Regions from separate parts of the Gossypium hirsutum genome. Here region 1 is linked to region 2. A link is a contact called in public Hi-C data. All regions are on one chromosome and are shown on one strand. Each heading gives the region's core, a stretch centred on a gene start, on an enhancer-like site or on the middle of the called end of the contact. The rest is flanking DNA. Distances are from core to core; before and after follow the strand shown. Region 1 has its middle 15 kb from the start of LOC107927614. Region 2 holds the start of LOC107936203 (formate--tetrahydrofolate ligase).

Region 1 (3,752 bases), core at 326-2,825, 77 kb after region 2:
TTGATTTTGAATATGAATTTTTCTAATAAATTTTACATTAATTTTTTTTCTAATTTCAATTTTTGAAGAGAAATAGTTTTTTAGTTTTTTTTTAATATTTTATGCATTATTAGATTTAGTTCATGTGTCCTTATATTCACATTTTGTCTTTGTTATAAATTTTTTGAAACTATTTTTATTGGTTGAGTCTTAACTCAGTTGACATCGTATTGTTACTAACACAAAATGATATGGGTTCGAACGCATTGAAATGCGTTTATTTTCCTATTTAAAATTCTGAAGATTATTTCACTATAGGACACTTGCCAACTTCACTTAACAGCTTCTTAACTTGCTTGTGGAGTCTAAAAATTGTACTGATAATTTATCAAATATTATTACATATATATATTGTATCATATTTCATTTTAGTTTAAATAACGTATGATATTTTGATCCTATTATATGTGTAATCTACTATTTTGACATTTTTTTTCATAATTTTTAAATTTATTGCTTTTAAATATTTTTTGGATTTTTTGCAACATTTTAATATATGTTTTTATGATTTTCATAATTTTTAGGTTTTAGAGTAAAAAAGCCTTTAGTAAAAAATTGAAAAAAAATAATTGAGCCCTTAAAAAAAATCCACCCTATTAAGTCCTTAATGACAAAAAAAAACCAATTAAACTCTTCTGTTAATAGAAATCATTAGTTGATCAGTTTGACTGCTTGGTTGACAGCACCCACTAGGAGATGACACGTGGCATATATATTAATTGTAAAAAATAGTAAATAATTTTTAAAATTTCTAAAAAAACTAAAATCATTTTTCATATATTTAATTTTTTATTAATAAATTTTATATATTCGATTTTTAAAAATTCAAATTAAAAAATTGAATTAATTATTTTTTATATTCAAATTTTGTATATATAAATTATTGTTAGAAATTATTGGAATTTTTATATATAATATAAAACTATTCAAATATATAATTATTTTTTGCACAAGTATTTTTGGGTTAATGTGCAAATTTGCATACATAGTTTACTTTGATTGATATTTATCACTGGTAAATTTACCACTATATTTTAATTCTACATTGAATTTTGTCTCTTTTCTCTTGTTTAATTCAATTTCACCACTAAATTTAGATTTTTTTTGTTGAAATTTGCAATTCATATTTAATTTCAAATAATTTGAATAAAAATTAATAATCTTATACTTAATATTTAACAATAATAAGTTAATTATACAATATTAAAATTAATAAAAATAAGTACTCTATAAAAATATATTTATTTTTTGGTATATGTAGGTTTTTAGTTTCAGGTATTTATTTCATTATATAGAATTTCTAACTTAATTTATTAATTTTGAAATATGTATAAATTAAATTATTGTTAGTTATTAAAATAAGAATATTTGAAAGAAATTTTTCTTAAGCATATTTACAAATCATCAAAAATAATATTAGGGTTTGCGCAGCCACTGGTGTAGTCGAAAAAGAAGGCGATGGTAGGGATTTTGGGGTAGGCAAAAGCGGTTTGCTATTGCCCATGGAAGGCTTAAGAGACCCCTTCTCATGCAATTGGGCCAAGCCGATGGCAACCTCCAACTCCGTGGGCTTATGAATCAACACTGTTGTTTTAATACATGGTGTGATTGGTGATGGCCTCAAAACGGGATCTGTATTCACTCACAGTAGAGAGCTGCTGATGCTTTGCGAGCTGGCCCTCCGGAGACTCCAGATCTTTCAATCGGAAGCGTTTGATGAGCGCCTCAATGAAATGCGTTCACCCAGTCAGCTGTTTATTTCGATACCTCCAATCGTACCACTCGGCGGTGGTGTCATCAAGATAAAAAGAAGTAATGGTGAGTCGGTCGTGCTCCTTAATATTGTAAAAAGCAAAATACCGATCAGCCTGCAAAACCCATCGATCAGGATTTGAGCTAGAATATATTTCTCAGGGAAGTTGTTCAATAAGCATCTGCTATCTTATATTCCTTAGCCCCTGCTGACCAGAACCCCATGACAAAATCAGTATAGTTCTTAGGAATTCTCCTCTGACGTGTATTTCTTCCCAGCTTCTCCTTCTTCCTGACCATTCACAACAAAACCCTATGTTATGTATTTATGATTCGGTGACTCAAAACTCGGATGAGGTTCAGATCACCTACTTACGACCCAATACGACTTTATCAATGAGATGTGTGTAGGTCTCGTAGAGGGAGTTCGTCAGGAGAGCTAGGAAGGATGGTTGGTAGTCCCAGTTCACATGTACCAAAAAATTTCGCAAGCAAAGACCACGAAATGTAGTAAACAGAAAGAACAGTACATATGTCTAGTATGCCTAAAATCTGCTCAAAACATGAGTTCATGATCAGTGAAGTCAATTTCATAAATAGTAACAATATGAAAAAAATATCTGATTGCTCCCTTCAATAAGAAAAAAAAGTTAGTCAAAGGCCCTACGCTCCAAATCTCCAATAAAATTGCTTATATTTTTTTCTTGGAACTTTGAAAATTTTGTAGCATCAAAAGAAAAAGACAAGACAGACCACTTCACAAAAGGACTAAAAAGATAATAATGGAAAAGCTCCTGTGCTTTTAACTTAGATTTCCCTGTTCTTCAATCAATTTTTTCTGCCCATACAATATTTCCAGTTCATCTGATCTCGTTCAAGATACTAATTGACTTGTGACCTGCACAATCTAAGTTAAATACAATATGAAAAATAATAGGAAAATCAAATAAATATATAAATCATGTCTTAAAATTATAAAAGTGGATTTTCTTTTGGGTGAATTGTAAGAAAAGAATAAAACCTTAATAGAAATGTTACTCAAATCTAAGTTACATCTAAGATGGTGAGCATCCTAATAATCGAGTTAACACACGGAACATCCTAATATATATTTTCGTTGTTCTTTCTCTCTCTCACCTGTCTTTTATAAGGAAGACTGCATAGCACCTTATTCATTTTGAATTCTATCATGGCTTCTGTTCAATTTTTTACAACCTTTCATAATTTTGAATTCTTTTATGGGATCCTCTCGCATTTTTATTAATTGGTTATAATTTTATAAATCATTAAATTTTTTTATTTTTTAATATTTAAATTTTTATAACATTTTTAATAGTTTTTATAATTTTTTTAAAAATAATAATTTTGTACTCATCTTAAATGAATTTGGATAGTTGTTAAGATTCAAATGAATCTAAACAAATAGTTATCCAGATTCATTTTGGATGTACACATAATTAATTTTTATTTTTTGTTTACATATCGTGCCATATCAACATATAATTTTTTAAAGTTTTACCAACATAATATTATATGTCAATATGTCACATCTACATCATTTATCATGACAACAAAAATAACAGTTAAACTAATTAATTAATGATTTATGTTAATAAAATGACTAGTTGATTTTTTAGAGGATGATTTAAGGGCTCAATAAAATATTTTTTTCCCTGAGGACTTAAAATTAATGCATATAAATCAACCCTGTGCTGAGTCGTGATTAATTTGAATAAGCATGTAAAAATATAAAAAAGGAAAGCCATTGAAGTGATATGATAAACTTTTAAAGCTTCAATACTGATGCATGCCAGCAGGTGACAAAGTGTCGGCCAAAGCAGATTGAAGTGGGAGCCTCACATTCCCTCGTCGCTCAATTAATGTGCTCACGTTATATCCCATCATCATCATCATCATTAATGAAACCAAAAACTCAAGGTAAAAATAGGAATGTTAAAATA
Region 2 (3,739 bases), core at 703-3,202:
GTAGACTCATGAAAGATCCTAGTATCAATGGCAGCAGCAAGTAGATTGTTTGCAGCCGTTATTGCATGAATATCGCCTGTTAGATGAAGATTGAACTCATCCATCGGGATCACCTGACTGTAGCCTCCACCAGCTGCACCCCCTTTTATTCCAAAAGTTGGTCCTTGTGATGGTTGGCGAAGACACGTAACGACCTAACATTAGAGTGCAACATATAGTATCAAGACAGTTAAAGTAGTTAAAACATTAGATTGTCAAATCTGAAACTTCCATATCCATGTCAAATAGTGAAGAGTTGTAATCCCTTGACAATAACTTGCAAAAGGAGAATAGGAAACCATAAAAAACCAAACTTTCATCTAGTAAGTTGACTATGTAGACTTGTAAATGAATATTTCACAACATAGCTCAACTATCATCGTAGATCAGGAATAGTTAAAAAGTCGAAATAATGCAATAATTCTCGGATTTGAAATCTTTTAACATTAAATTTATATATGAGGAGATTGAAAAAGACATTTCCAATCATACGGACAGCTCATAGCTTCAATCATTGAAATTGCTTAACAGACTAATTTATAAATAAGCAATTCAAAGCATCAGGAATCATGGAACTCCATTGGTCTGCCAGTATCAAGCGACCCTAAAATATATTTCTTTTATCAAAACATGCCTGCCAGTATTCAGAGCTACGTTTAACAAAATAAGAAATTCTAAAGTCCAAAAAAAGAAGTCAAGAACAAAATAGAAATCCCTCCATAAGTAAAATGAATTATCCTGTATCATGGCAAGCGCCAGAGCGACACGATATTATTTAGTATTTGCCTATGTAGAATAATTTCAGTATATCTAAAAGTGAAAATGAATACCTTTCTATCAAGATAAGCACCCAAAGCTTGACACAAACCAACTGTAGTAGTGGACTTGCCTTCTCCAAGAGGAGTTGGAGTAATCCCTCCAACCACGACATAGTATCCATTGTCGGAGGATTCAAGCTCATCGAGTACAGGTAACAACACCTATAGACCAAATCAACCAAGTAATTCAAATTCAAATCTGAACTCAGCGGCCAATATAAACAAGGGAAAAGCATATCAGAAAAATGGCTTTCTCTAGTACTTTTACACCGCTTGAATATCCATTCAACACACTTCCATCTCTACTAAGTCAAAAATCAAGAAGCTAAGAATTTAACACCAGAAGAAAAAAAAAAAGAGTTAACCTTTTCTCATCCTTTTCATTTCCTGCATTATCTTTGAAACAAAACAACATATCTCAAGTCTGGGATTTCAAGGAATTCAACAAGGAAAGAGAAAAGCTTCCCTTTTGGCAGATGAGGCAATGCCCAGAAGAAAACATAGAAAAAGACAGATTTTGCTGATCTTACTATTCAATTTTCTACTTTTTTAACAGCTTTTTTTCAATATCGAAATCCAAACACGAAACGATTAAATCGATCATTAAAGAACACAAATAAATCAAAATCCAATAACCAAAAATAAACAAAGAAAGGGAGTGAAAAGGAAAAGAAAAAACCTTGGCTTTGTATTTGCCATAAAGATCATAATGGTTGGGACTGAGGTTAAGGTCCTTAGCAATCTCAGAAATATGAAATGGTTCAACAGAGTTTGCAATATCTATGTCTGCCGGCACTGGTGATACCACTTCCAACTTCCTTACACTCCTTGACGAACTCATTCTTTTTGGTCTAAATTTTAGCTGATTTTTGGTGGATCTGTTTCTTTAAAATTCAACAATTTGCCTTCTACAACATTAAAAAAAACAAAGCAACAAAAGTCTAAAAACATATGGGAGTGCGTGCGTGCGTTCGTTTTTTCTTATCTAATCTGAGGTGGCAAATAAGAAGGGAGTGGGGAGAGATGCTAATGTTACCATGCAATGTAATTGCTGTGATTAGTACAACCGATGGGTCCGACCTTAGACAGCATCAATTTAACCTGGTTTGCGGATAAGTAGAATCAAATATAAGTTTGAAGGTATATTAATTTTTAGATTTTGGTTTCAATCGAGAAAATTTATTAATTATCTTCATATTTTATTCACCAAAAAATTAATATAATATTTCTTAACTTGATAAGTCTCTAAAAAGGAATTATTTTCAACTATAATCCATGTCAAATGAGCTTTTTTTTAATACAGAAGAATAATGCTTATATCAACATACACAGATATACAAAATATTGAATAGACACAAAACGTTTTCATTTTCCATATAAGCAAACTAAAAGCTTTTTTTCTTCTCCTTTTCCCATTTCAATCTCTTTCTGTACATTATCATTTGAAGCTGAACCCAGAGACTCTTCAGCCATTGAAGTAAACAATTTTCAGTTCAAAAAAGAATGCAATCCCAATGTATGTTTTCACCACTTTTGGCCAATTCATCTACATTTGAATCAAGCTTTAGTAACTCTGGTTTTAACAATCTTAACCTAAACCTTTCACTATAACATATCATATATATGCATATATATTATCTGCAACGGTAAAAAATAATGGCGATGAAGAGAGGGTGATAACCTAATCCTGAGTTACAAAGGTGTGTCCAGTGTGGTCTTAAATCATCCTCCACGGTTGATCAGAACGATAACCTTTTAAGCTTCTAGGCGCTCGCATCTCCGGATTATGATCAAATGTACACGGAGGGGCATTGGTCCTAAGTTGAACATCTTTGTCAAATATATGTTTTCAAGTGTCCTCTACGAAAATTTTGAAAATGAAATCCCGAAAGCGTTTTGAGTATTGCTTTGGATCAACAGCTGAAATTGAAGTTGGATCATATTGCATTGATTTATATGCATGCTCAAGCTTCTTGGTAATATCGTAGTCTTGTAGAATATCGATTATACCAAAAAAGAGGATAACATCATAGAATACACCAGTTGGTTCTCCGATAAGCTGGGTTTCACATTCAGGTTTCCTCACAGTCTTTTCGATCCGAGCAGGCATGCTAATACCTAATCGAATGGAAGACCCCCTGCATTGTCAATTTGGACTATCATCAGTAAATTAAATTGTTATCACTTCATATAAACATCATATTAACTTTTCTTAGATCGAATACTTCTCATGGCCATGTGAAACAATTCAGAAATGTGCTGGACACAAGTACTTCAAGAAAAATGAATAGTTGGAAATAACATAAATTTCAGTGTTCATAAAGTGGGGAAACAGCGATGATGCCTGCTTAGACATATGCCAAGGTATGAAGTACTCTTGAAAACATAAATGAGCATCCAAAAACAAGAACATTCATCGTACCCTGAGGGCTCGCTATCAAGCTGATCCTGTCCTGTTTGAGATAGCCGAGGAACTTCTTCATTTTCATGGTCTGCATTTCCTGCAAGTAAATCCAAGAACATATCTTTACTCATTTAAGCAGCCGTTGATATCAAAGTCACAAAACATTTTAATACCAGAGATCACTAGAAATAACCAGTAGGTGTAACAGCTCCAGAAGCAAGAGGTGTAGGAACTTCTCGAAAGTGAAAACCAACCAACAGACTGTAGTCCATAATTCTCTCTTGTTCAAGTAAGTCACAATCTCTATCAACTTGCCTGCACGAAGGGAAACTTGGATCAGAAAAGAAAAATCAAAAGTTCCATGCTTATCATCCCAAAAGTTTTGAAGGCCTTATCGATCTCAAATCTATGCAATATCCTACAATGGTTTGGTCTTTGCCAAATGCAGCTTAATATGATATAATTTTCTATAAAACTC

What was found. Hi-C and Micro-C count contacts between places; a contact is called where the count stands out from the background.
Region 1: a Hi-C map of leaf shows a contact between it and region 2, with 2.4 times the contacts expected there. The contact joins the enhancer-like site here to the promoter of LOC107936203 in region 2. A contact is called at or near these places in 2 of 34 Hi-C or Micro-C datasets (hypocotyl and leaf).

The regions. Positions count from the first base shown.
Region 1 is chrD04:2,506,151-2,509,902 of Gossypium_hirsutum_v2.1, forward strand. No RefSeq gene overlaps it. Among protein-coding and RNA genes, the nearest start is that of LOC107927614, 15 kb to the left of the region's middle. Within about 2 kb of position 1,576, at least 7 of the 9 cell types and tissues checked have an H3K27ac peak or open chromatin away from gene starts, as enhancers often do. A contact at or near this core is called in hypocotyl and leaf, where this site is marked.
Region 2 is chrD04:2,428,290-2,432,028 of Gossypium_hirsutum_v2.1, forward strand. LOC107936203 (formate--tetrahydrofolate ligase) reads right to left here and starts at 1,953. Exons shown (of 5, transcript XM_016868885.2): 1 at 1,537-1,953; 2 at 870-1,019; 3 at 1-194. The coding sequence starts at 1,698. LOC107936192 (phosphatidylinositol 4-phosphate 5-kinase 6) reads right to left here. Exons shown (of 10, transcript XR_005912325.1): 7 at 3,455-3,576; 8 at 3,280-3,358; 9 at 2,539-2,995; 10 at 1,707-1,958.